2 separate regions of the Capra hircus genome follow, and region 1 is linked to region 2. The links are chromatin contacts, called in public Hi-C maps. All regions are on one chromosome and are shown on one strand. The core of a region is the stretch at or near the end of the contact, and the rest is flanking DNA. Distances in the headings are between cores, read along the strand shown.

Region 1 (6,450 bases), core at 1,256-3,755, 310 kb before region 2:
GTGAGCGGGCAAGCAAGGGAACATGTTTGTTCTTGCTCCACCACTGAAGCAGAGGCCTCAACAAAGCCTTGCTTGAATTTCTTGTCTGGCCTCTGATCAATTTCTATTGATTATGGAGGGAGGCCAAGAATCCTGGTTGGTAACAATAGCACAGCCCAACTTTCTGCCTCATGCCTCATACCAACACACTTGGAATTTGCACACGAAGACACAGGAAGTCTGGTTGGACCTGTGCATGAGATCTTAGCACTTGTGGAAAACAGTATGGAGGTGCCTTAAAAAGCTAAAAATGGAGCTACCATATGGCCCCACAACCCCACTCCTGGGCATGTACCTGGAGAAAAACATGGTCTGAAAGGATACAGGCATCCCAATATTCATTGCAGCACTATTTACAACAGCTAAAACAGGGAAGCAAGCTAAATGTCCATGGACAGACGAATGTGTGAAAAACAACGTGGTACACAAATACAATGGAATACTACTCAGCCATTAAAAAAGAATGAAATAATGCCATTTTCAGCAACATGGATGGACCTAGGGATCACCATACTGAGTGCAGTAACTCAGACAGAGAAAGAATAATATCCTATGATATCACTTCCATGTAGAATCTTTTTAAAAATGATACAAATGAACTTATGTACAAAATAGCAACAGACTCACAGACTTAGAGAACAGTGATGAGGGGGGACAGGATAGTTAGGGAGCCTGGGATGGACAGATGCACACTTTTATGTTTAAAATGGATAATCAACAAGGACCTACTGTATAGCTCAGCAAACTCTACTCAGTATTGTGTAACAACCTAAATGAGAAAAGAATTTGAAAAACAATAGATACATGTGTATTTATAACTGAATCGCTTTACTGTTTACTGAAACTAATGCAGCATTGTTAATGAACAATACTCCAATATAAAATAAAAAGTTAAACAACAATAACAACAAGAAAAACTTATCACTTCCTTAACCTTTATGACCACCACGCCCTCCCTTTTTCTTCACAGCCCTAGAACCCAATCCTTAAATACTCACCTCATCTTGCCATCTGGGAGACAGATTTGGGAGTTCTTGCTTCCTGTCTCCTTGCTTGACCCCCATGTAATAAAACCTTTTTCTCCCTACAAAAGACAGATGTCTCCAGTTGTGGGGTGCGGTGGGGTGGGGGCGGGGGAAGCAACCAAACTCTGCTCAGTTGGGTAACACTAGTTGCATGTTCCATTTATAAGATACTCTCAGAATCCCAGAGTAAAACCCATTTTATAATGCAGTTATTTGTTTATATACCCATCTCTTCCTCTGGACTGTGAGCTCCTTAAAAGCAGAGACGCTTGTTTGACTTTATGACTTTCTATCCCAGCAGACAAAACAGATGCTCAATATTAGTAGCCATGATGTTAATGACAGTGATGACGATGGATGGATGAACGGATGGAGAACTGAAAGGGCACGCAGCGACAATAGGTAAGATGTTTGAAATGTCAGCAACCGGAAATCTACTCTGGAGCCCGGCATGGCACGTGTGCAAACCCTCGGTCCTGTTCTCCCTGGCCGTGGATCCGTCTGTATCCGGCTGCTCCGATGGGGTCTGCGGCCGGACCACACTGAGGGACCAGAAGACCAGAGGCTGCTCAGGGCACAAGAAAGCCACCCAGTGTCCGAAACCAGCAATCTTTGATTCTGCTTCTCCGAAGAACCCTGCCTTAAATTCTTAAGCAAGATTTTGTCTTAAATTAGCCTGTGATCTTGGGCAAGTCTGTAATTTTCCTGAGAAAATTCTGTGTCGTTATCTACAAGGCTGGCCTGTATTTATTTCCAAGTGATGTGGTTAAGAAGCTGCTGGAGCCCGACGCCGGGCTGGTCCTGCCCTAACTGGAAGCACAGGAGGCGGAAGCTGGCGAGGAGGGCGGCCGCGGAGGGACGCAGAGCCCGGCCCGGGATGCGGCGATGGGGGCTCCTCAGGGACAGGCCCTGCCCTCTCCTGCACCCCTCCTGCAGGCCCTGCGGCCCTGGGCTGCCCCACGCGAGCTGACAGTGGGTCCCGCTGCCACCATCAACTAGGCATCTATCGAGAAAGAAGGCTGCTTCCAGGAGCACGGGGCATCCACCAAGACCCGTAGGCGCCGGACACCCCAAGAGTGAGGGCTCCTCGCTGGATGGAAGGAGCGCCTGGGGCCCCGCCAGACCCTGTCTGCTCTCAACAACTTCTCCATCGAAGAACGTCCCTAATGAGGACCGGGAGACTGCTCCCAACTTCTGTGCCATAGCCGCCTGCCACGGACCACAGGCACTGCGTGGACCTGCCACGCGGACACTGCGTGGGAAGGTGAGTCTGGGCCTCCACGGGGCCGCCCTCTGAGGGTTGCCAGGCGCGGAGCGAGAAGGGGCGCAGACGGACACATTCCTCTGGTCTTAGCCCTTCTCCAAGCCGAGAAGGGCAGGACTCCAGGGCCCCTGGATCCAGCGCTGTGTGAGCAGACCCGAGGAGGAGGCAGGATGCGTGGGAACCCTGGGCGGAGCTTGCCCACAGCGTGGAGGGGCAGGGCCTCTGCTGGACTGGAACTCTGCAGAGGGTCAGCGCGCTCCTTCCTTGATGGGCATCGTCATTGATCTGGTGGCTCAGTCACCAAAGCAGAATCAGGTTCTTTTTAAAAGATCAATTTAGTAATCATAAGAGATGATACAGAATCGCCCAGTTCCAAAAATTAAACAGTCCAAGTTGGTGTCTGGCGAAAGCTTCGCTCTTCTGCTCTGGCACCAAGTTAAGTGAGGTTCTTAAGCGCTTTCTTCACGCATGGACAAGCTCATTCAGAACCTTTTGGGCTCTACTCTCCTTGTTTTTCCTTTTTTACAGAAAAGGTGGCATTGTATGCAAACTGTTCTGAATTTGCTTTTTTCACTTATCTAGGGGAATCTTTCTGCTTCAATATATAGAGAACTGTGCAGCATATTATTAAGTAGCTACACATACATGTCACCAACTTAGGTTTAGCAGTTCTTTATTAATGGTGATGGGTGGGGAGTTGTTTCTGAACAATGCTGCAATGTGCCTCTCTCATTTCACATATGTGCAGTAAGATGAATTCTTAGAGGTAATTTCTGAGTCACACAGAATATGCACTCGTCATTTTGAGAAACGCTTCTATTAGGCCATGTCCGAAAGTATTCTCGGGCTTCCCAGGTAGCTCAGTGGTAAAGAATCCACCTACCAATGCAGGACATGGAGGAAATGCAGCTTTGATCCCTGGGTTGGGAAGCTACCCTGGAGGAGGCCATGGCAACCCTCTCCTGTATTCTTGCCTGGAAAATTCCATGGGGTCTGTCTGGCAAGCTACAGTCCATGAGGTCGAAAAGAATTGGACACAACTGAACGACTGAGTGCACGTGCACAAGAGCATTCTTACAGCCTTGTTTTCAAATGTTGGATTTTTTTTTTTGATCTGTGGAAAGTGGCACCGCAGGGAAGTTTCAGCTGACTTTCTCTTTCTTTGGGTGAATTTGAATGTCCTTTCACATATTTACAGGCCGTGTCAGTTTCTGTACTGTCTGTTCATGTCCTTTGTCTATGTTTCTATTGGATAGTTGGTCTTTTCCTTTTTAATTGCATGCTGCATGCTAAGTCGCTTTCGTCATCTCCAACTCTTTGCAACCCTATGGACTGTAGCCCTCTGTCCATGGGGTTCTCTAGGCAAGAATACTGGAGTGGGTTACCACTTCCTCCTCCAGGGACAGAACCTGTGTCTCTTACATCTCCTGCGCTGGCAGGCAGGTTCTTTACCACTAGCGCCACCTGGGAAGACTTTATTTTTGAACGCTCTTTATGTAGTAGGGAGCTTAACCCTTAGTAATAAGTGGTGAATATTTTTTCCCCACTTTGTCCTTTTGGACCTGACTTTGAGATATACTCCTTTAGCTTGTCTATGAGATGAGGATTCAGCTCACCCTCTGGAGAACCAGAATACAGTGTCATCCAAGAGAACTTTCTGTCATGATAGTAATGTTTAATACATGTAATGTCCAAGAAGGTTGCCACTAGTCACATGTGGCTGTGGAGCATTTGAAATATGACTAGAACAACTGAGACATGGAATTTTTATTTAATTAATTTATATTTAAATAGCCACTTACGGCGAATGGCCGCCCTTTTGAACAGTGCATTTCTAGAATGTATACAAAACAATATCACAAAATGTGTTGCCACAGTCTGTACTGTAATTTTTGTTACATGCCTTCCCAGAGTTAAAAATACATTTGCCCACCCAAAGAGAACAGAATTACCATCTCAAGTCACCTAGGTGTGACTCAGCTGAAAACTGGGGTCAAAACACAGACTGCCAGTGAAAGCAAATTGAGATCGTAGGCTGGCTCAGTGGTCAAAATCCCCATGCCGATGCAGGAGACATGGGTTCAATCCCTGGGTCGGGAAGATATCCATGGAAGAGGACATGGCAACCCTCTCCTGTATTCTTCTTGCCTAGAAAATTCCTTGGACAGGGGAGCCTGGCGGGGTTCAGTCCATGGAGCTGTGAAGAGCTGGACGTGACTGAGGGACTGAGCATGCACCCCAGGTACACAGGGCCTGAGTTTGGGCTGAGTTTTGAAGGATGGGTAGGAATTGAGCACAGAGGTAGGAAGGAGAGAAGAGGCCCCTATATGAGACAGCTTATTTTCCAGGGACCACAGAGGATTCTGCATCACCAGAAAATCAAAGGGCCAGGAGTCTTAGAAGTGCAAGCCTTGAAGCTGGAGAGCTCAGCCAAGGCCTGGACTCCAGATGGAGACCTCCACAGGGTCTGGCAGGCCAGAGTCAACCCGAGTTTGTCACAGGATTGCTAAAAGCTTCAAGGGGGTGATAAACAGGAAATCCTTAATGCAGCGATACTTGGCACACAGTTTGCAAGCCTGAAAAAGGAGCAGCTGGGAGCAGGCAAAGCTTTTTAATAGGCCAGAGAATTGCTCAGGTTTCCATTATAGTAAGATACCATGCCCTTCAGCCTGGAGAAGAGTTCCTTTCCTGAGACCTGGGGGGCTGGGGGAAGGGCTGAAGTCCCTACTGTCTTTTTTCCTTAGCAACTCTTGCTGCCACTGGAGAGAAATCTGCTGGGTCTGATCTGAGATCAAGCCTCAGATTTCTGACCTTAACTCAAGGGGAGATGTGAATAGCAAGCCAGCAAGAGGCAGGGGAACACCGCTGTCTAGAGCTCGGTCCTCCTGCTATCCTCTCGGCCTTGCTCCTGAGGCACCAGGCTGCTCTTAGGGGGTGCTGGACAGTGGGGATGGGGCAGAGGACAGACAGGGGTCACACTGGCGATGAGTCCTGGCCTGAAGACTGCAGTGGCCTCCCACTGGGCTCCCAGTGGCCACTTGTGTCTCCCCCAGAGGATATTATTATTGATCCCCAAGGGATACGTAAGAGTCCCTTGGCTAGCAAGATGAAACTAGTCCATCCTAAAAGAAATCAACCCTGAAGATTCATTGGAAGGATTGATGCTGAAGCTGAAGCTCCAATACTTTGACCACCTAATGCAAAGAGCTGACCCACTGGAAGATTCTGATGCTGGGAAAGACTGAGGTCAGGAGGAGAAAGGGGTGACAGAGGATGAGATGGTTGGATGGCATCACCGACTCAAGGAACATGAGTTTGAGCAAACTCCAGGAGCTGGTGATGGGCAGGGAAGCCTGGCGTGCTGCAGTCCATGTGGTTGCAAAGAGTCAGACATGACTTGGCAATGGAACAACAAGAGCAAAGAGATGTGACCCCTCAGTGGGTCCTTTGCTGGAAGTCGTAAATGCCAATCAAACAAAACCGGGCTCCATATGGCAGAGCAGAAATGTCATCATTGAACTAGGATTGGAGAAGCGAGAGCTGTGCTCTGAAAACACCTTATTCCCAAAGGGAGGGGAGAAAGGGAATTTTAAAGGTGTAGGAGGCAGGGCTCAAGCAAAGGGGCAGAGATTTTCAGGGGCAGCCTGGGGCAGCTGGGGCATGCACAGTCTTCCAGGCTTCTTTGCACACAGCACGGATTGTGCCTAACAGAATACAAAAACCACCTTGAGGGGAGATCCTAGCATGGTAGTCACCAAAAGTAACTTGCAGACACCTCCAGGCCTTACTTGTGCAGGCAGTTCTGTGATCACTGCATGTCTCTTTAAGAACAGCTGCAAAACATATCTGTCCAATCCCAGGTGGTTTCGAAACAAGCACAGAGGTACATCAAGGCAAAGATCCTTTAGGTGAAAAAGGTTGATGCAGATGACAACATCTTCACTGATATTCTTCTTAAGAAAAAAAAAAACTTCTATTTTGTAGGGTAACAAACAATGTTGTGATAGTTTCAGGTGAATAGCAAAAGGACTCAGCTATACATATACATGTATCCTTTCTCCCCCAAACCCCCCTCCCATCCAGGCTGCCACATAACAACGAGCAGGGTTCCCTGTGCTACAC
Region 2 (6,145 bases), core at 2,000-4,499:
CTTATACCGAATATTATACACATACCAAAACTCATATATATATAATATATATATATTATATAATATATATAATGGGAGGAATGCCAGACAAATTGTGGAGGGAAGGTGGGACCAAACGACTCAGGAAAGGTAGAGAGCTTATTTTCGCCAAGAAGTTAGAGAAAAGGCCATTCCATCTTTACCAAGGGAATAGATTTAAGGGACGAGAAGGAATTGGTAACTCACAGGTGTATGCCTGAGACACACTCTTTTTCTGGTATGTTCTACAAGAGAGATGACTTGCATGCCCAGATATATATGATGTACTTAAACCACACAGGGCTAATGCAAATAAAAGGAAGATTTCTGGATACAGAATTTTGACAAAAATGCTATTTACCCCACCACCCAATAATTTATATCAGTTAATCAAAAACATTTTAATCAAATTCAAGCAGTAACAAATGAGACTACTAACATTACATGCAAATTAAAATCCACTGTAATCACAGCATTCAAAAATATCAATTCATTATACAAAGGGAGTGTTTCAGATGCGATTCATCAAAATCATCCAGACATAGTCTTTTATAGCTCCATAGATATACTTAAATTATTGCAGAGCCAAGCCATTTAATTAATCATTTCAAAGCATTTCTCTTCCCCAAAATTAAACACCTGAAACATGTTGTTCATAACACTATAACCCACCAGATCTAAATCTTCTTAGCATTTGCTTTCTACATGCCCAGTGAAAGACAGAAGTACATTTAAATAGTATATTAGACAATGGTAGAGCGAGACTTAAAAACTTGACTTACTCTTTTGGAAAATGAACTACCATTGAGTGTTTATTCACTATTAGGGAAGGAACTAGGTCTTCACCAGAGACTACGGAAGAGAATTTTTGCTGCCTATTCCTCACATTTTTACTGGTGAATCTGTTTAAAAAGGCATTGTGTTAGTTACTGGTGATAGAGACACAGAAGTCAGTGCCTACAAGAAACTTAGTCTAGCAGGGAGCAGGACACACAAACGACACTGTAATACAACGAGAAGAGTTCCGTATGAGGCGATCCAGAAAGTCCAGGGCAAACACAGTTTTTAAGGAGGTGTGACATTTGGGTGAGAATCTGGAGGGTGAGAAGGTGTTTTCTAGGTAAAAGGAAGAGAGAGAGGTGAGTGCAGAACTTAGCAGAGGCAGAAAGAATAGAATATACACAGCAGGAGTATGCCAAACGAAGGAATGACTGAAGTGTGGAGTGTTGGGGAATTATGTGCGGTCTGGCCTTGCTAGGATATGCAGTATGTGTTGGGAGGAGCAATGTTGGGGTGGGGGAAGCTTTGGGGGAATTGGTGGAACAGATTGGGGACTGGGCCTCAGGTTGAGAAGGTCAAGTCTTCAAGGGCCAGGTCTTAAAGGGTTTTGTGAGCCATGGGCAAGAGTTTTTGATGTTTATACTTTAAGACATGCATGCCTGCCAATTTAAAGGCTGAGTGATGTGATCAAATGTGTACTTTAGGACAACACACTGTTGCGACAGTGTGTTGCATACATGCTCAGTCACTAATTGTCTAACTCTCTGCAACCGCATGGACGGTAGCCTGCCAGGCTCCTCTGTTTGTGGGATTCTCCAGGCAAGAATACCAGAGTGGGTTGCCATTTCTTCCTCCAGAGAGTCTTCCCAACCCAGGCATCGAACCTGTGTCTCCTGCATTGGCAGGCTGATTCTTTACCACTGAGCCACCCGGGAAGATTGTTGGGACGGGTGTACATAGATCATAGAGATTTAGGACATTTAGTCAGCGGTTCAGACAGTAGTTGATGGAGTCCGGATCTACAGCAGTATCATCAAGCATGCAAAAGATGAAGTAAAACAAGTAGGAAAAAATGGCTGAGGGATGAGTCAAGAATGACACTGGGCTGGGCAGCTAGGTTGAAGGTATAGGTTTCATCTAGAGTGGAGGTATAAGAGGAAGGAGAGCCTTCGATAGTAACTCCTTTTCTTTTCTGAGAAGTCTTCATTTTATTCAGTGTCAAGTTTTTTTTTTTTAATATACAAAATAATCCCAAACTTCCCAGTGGGGCAATAAGAATTAAGTATTAAACCTAGTAGCTAGAAGCTCCAGTACTGGCCACCTAATGTGAAGAGCTGATTCACTGAAAAAGCCCCTGATGCTGGGAGAGATTGAGGGCAGGGGGAGAAGGGGGCGACAGAGGATGAGATGGTTGGATGGCATCACCGACTCAGTGGATATGAGTTTGAGTGAACTCCAGGAAGTAGTGAAGGACAGGGAAGCTTGGTGTGCTAGAGTCCATGGGGTTGCAAAGAGTTGGACATGACTTAATGACTGAACAACAAGTTGAAACTAGCACCTCGTCTCAAGTTGCAGAAATAATAGTGAAAAGAGCCATTTTTAAGGCAGTGATAATTGCACCTGGTTTCTGACAAGTTCTTTCATTTAGCACTTTCACAAGTAATGATGAAATCATTATTTAATTTCTTGGTCAAAATAATACTTTCCTCTGATTACCTGTCTTACATGTTATAATTATTCAGGATGTCGAATACATTTAACTCTAAAAATTTGACTGAAATATTTGCATCGAGTAGGTGCTAGAGAAATCTCTGGTGAATTTCAACTATTTCTAGCCATTTGTAAAAGAAATCTTCACCATCTCAAACGTTTTTAAATGGACAACTTTAGGAATAGTCTTCATTTGAAGAATGGGAAAACAAAGAAATCATAAAAGTAAATCATTTATTTTTACATTTATAAATATATTATTTATAATATATAATTTTATGTTTATAAATATATATTTTATATTTACAAATGAATCATAACTAAGAAAAATGAAACCATGTACTTAATCTGAATCTGCCTTTAGAAGATATAAAAGTAAATCATTTATTTTTATATTTATAAATATTTATAATACATAATTTTATGTTTATAAATATATATTTTATATTTACAAATGAATCATAACTAAGAAAAATGAAACCACGTACTTAATCTGAATCTGCCTTTCCTTGTAGCAATGTCGTTCAAGTCAGCTCTGTCTGCCTTATGCAGACATTTCCACCAAGACTCTGAAATGCCCTTCTCTTGAGTGTTTGCTTTAATGACCAAACCGGATTGGCTCTGGGCCTTAACTGGATTAACTAGTGCTCTGGACCAGGGGTCCCCAGCCCCGGGGCCACAGGCTGGGACCTGTGGGTGGTCTGTTAGGAGCCCGGCCGCACAGCGGGAGGTGAGCCAGGGAACCTTGCTGGTGTTTGCGGCCACCCCCACCTGTGTTTATGCATCACCTCCTGAGCGCCACCTGCTGTCAGAGCGCGGCAGCTTTGGATTCTCATAGCAGCTCAGACCCTCCTGTAAACCGGGCATGTGAGGGGGCTAGGTTGAGTGCTCCTTGTGAGAACCATCATGAAATCATTTCCCTACCCCCGTCTGTGGGAAAATTGCCTTCCTCAGAACTAGTCACTGGTGCCAGAAAGGTTGGGGACTGGTGCTCTCGTCAGGGGCTTTAAGACTTCCAGAAAGAGGGTGGGTGGGAGAGAGGTTCAACAGGGAGAGAATATGTATATATATTATACATATAATATATATATGGGACTGATTTGCATTGTTGTACAGCAGAAACTAACACACTGTAAAGCAATTATCCTCCAGCTAAAAAATAAATTAAAAAAAAAATTACGGTGATGGTGACACATTCTCAAATGTCTTTCTCGATCCTGACCTTTCATCTGCTCCTACTAACTCTTGACTGCCCTTTCAAATACAGTCTTCACATTTATAATTGCCGCTGGCGAAGGCCACGGACTGCGTGCATTAGAATTCAAGGTTCCGATCCCTTCCAGATACCTGTCCCTGGGCGGTGGGCTTTCCGGCTCTCTCTCTCAGTTCACTCATTGATAAAATGAGGCTGCTCACGTTGCCTCCTCCACGGGGCTGTCTCAAGGAGTCAATGAATGTTTGCGAGGAACCGATAATAGTGCCTGCCCTGTGCTGTCGTCATCAGCGTCATCACGGTGATTAGCCTTTTTTCACATCCTACACAGCACCTTCTCCTCTCTAGGTTCTGCCTGTTTAAGCCTGGGGCTGGAGTGCCTCCGGACTTGATTTCACGCGGCGCAGCAGTGACTGCCAGGCCCCGCCCTCAGCATCCTTTCTCACCCCCTCCCAGCCCATCCACATCCCCATCTCACTTGCCCTGGGCCCCAGACATGAAGTGCGGCATACAGAATCTGACTCGATTTTCACTCAAGTCGAAGGCTGCGACCTGTCTCTTCACTGTCCTTTGTTCCTCTCCAGAAACAGTGGGACTAAGCATGTGACACAGCAGACTGGCTTCTCAGGCTTTAGAGAAAGCCTTGCATTTTGGGGTGTGTTAGGGCTGGAGTTCTTAAGTGCAGCAACTGCGTTCAAACCCTGCGGTAGCCGCTCACCCTGGTGGGCAAGTGTCTTTCTCTCTCTAAGCCTCATCAGCATAGTGGGCATGCCTACCCTCCTGAACAGGGTTGCTGTAAGGACCATACTGGATGAAATAAATTGCACTCATGGGCGGTTGGTGCATCCTCAGTAAACGGAAGGTCTTGATGGTAGTCAGTTTGATTCCTGAAGACTCAACACGGGTAACATGACCTATTGGATTTGAAAGGCATCTCTGGTGGAAAAGTGAGCGGCAGGAGAATATTTGGGCAAGGCTCCTCTGTGATGTGTGAGAAGAATAGGCATGTTATAAAAATCTGGCATTCGTGTGCTAGGAAATAATGTTGATTTTCCCCCAGCTTTTATATGTTATATTATTTTTGTGGGTATAGAAATATGATAGCAGCGATGACGAGGAAACGAGCACGTTAGTATGAGGAATCTCCTTCAGTTGGTATAGCCAGGGGTCAGAACATCTGCTGTTAGCAGTGCTTCCACAAGAGTTAGTGTCCGGCTCTGTGCATCAGGCTCTTTGTACGAGCCCATGGTGGCGGTTCCTTTTCCCTGGTATACAAGGTGAGAACTCCTACAGCAGAAACATGCTGTCTCTTCTTAGATGCCCAGAAGCCCTCCTGGCACCCAGTGCAGGTGAAGGACCTGGTCCGCTGACTGCGGGGGGTAGGGATGAAGGTTGCAGGGTGAGAAAGAAGGAGAGAAGGGGGCCGTCTGTAAGCAGCTGACACCCAGAGTCTGGTCCTTCACCAGCATCTCTCAGGACGGTTAGAGACGCCCTGGAGTTTAGAGGCTGTCTGCTAGCTTGCGCTCTGTCTGGCACGGTTCTCCCCGGAGAAGCAGTCACAAAGCAGTGTCTGCACAGTGAATACAATTAAACGGAAGCCTCTGGAAATGTCCAAGGGGAAATTAGATAACCTGTGCCTTGATGCAGGGATCTGGAGTTTGAAGGTGAAAGAGACAGGCCAGACGCCCAAAGTCCGTGTCCGCTAGGCTCCCGTTCGGCACATTAGCATTCTGCCCAGGTGTCTTTGCAAGGTCTCCACTGAAGTCAGTGTGCTCAGTTTTTCTCAAGTATCACCAGATATTGCAAACATCCTTTAGATTAAAACAAATCCTGGAGTTAAACTCCAGTTGTGAGTGGAGGTTAGAATTGATTTTTCCTTAGATTTTTATTAGTGAAGTATCGAAAGGGAAAAGCGCTTGCTGGTCCGCTTGCAGGCTGAAATGCTTGGTTCTCCACGTGCTGCCCTGGCAGCCGCCAGCTGTGTGCCCAGAGGAGCAGAGCCTGCTTCGCCTGGGCCCCAGCCTTCCAGTGAGGGGCTGCACACTTGGCTGTGCCCGGTGGCGGGAGAGTCCCTGCGAGATGTGTCCGTGGTCACTCTGGACTCAGGTCCCCCTCTCATTTCCCTCAGATGCCCCCGCAATGTCACCGTGTGTCTGTCTGGGTTGGAGTACACTGTCCGTGGTGCCAGGCTCACCCCAGTGAGTCAAGTTGGCCCCGCTCCCCTCAGCTACTGACCAGGACTCCACTGGGATCTGGAGTACCATGGACAGGACATAACCTTGGGAGAGGCTGAGATGGAAGGGTAGCACAGTGGGCCTGGTGGATACTCGGAGGAGCAAAGTCAGAGCTCAGTAGGGCTTGATTTCCTTTTATTTCCTCTGAGACCACAGCAACAATTTACCGAGTTTCTGCTAGGGATGATGA

What was found. Hi-C and Micro-C count contacts between places; a contact is called where the count stands out from the background.
Region 1: a contact with region 2 is called in a Hi-C map of blood, with 3 times the contacts expected there. The contact joins two enhancer-like sites. A contact is called at or near these places in 3 of 5 Hi-C or Micro-C datasets (blood and liver).

The regions. Positions count from the first base shown.
Region 1 is chr29:6,880,581-6,887,030 of ARS1.2, reverse strand. No RefSeq gene overlaps it. Among named protein-coding and RNA genes, the nearest start is that of TRNAE-UUC, 9.1 kb to the right of the region's middle. Within about 2 kb of position 2,505, at least 1 of the 5 cell types and tissues checked has an H3K27ac peak or open chromatin away from gene starts, as enhancers often do.
Region 2 is chr29:6,575,480-6,581,624 of ARS1.2, reverse strand. The region is part of intron 8 of GRM5 (metabotropic glutamate receptor 5); the gene reads right to left. Among named protein-coding and RNA genes, the nearest start is that of CTSC, 230 kb to the left of the region's middle. Within about 2 kb of position 3,249, at least 1 of the 5 cell types and tissues checked has an H3K27ac peak or open chromatin away from gene starts, as enhancers often do.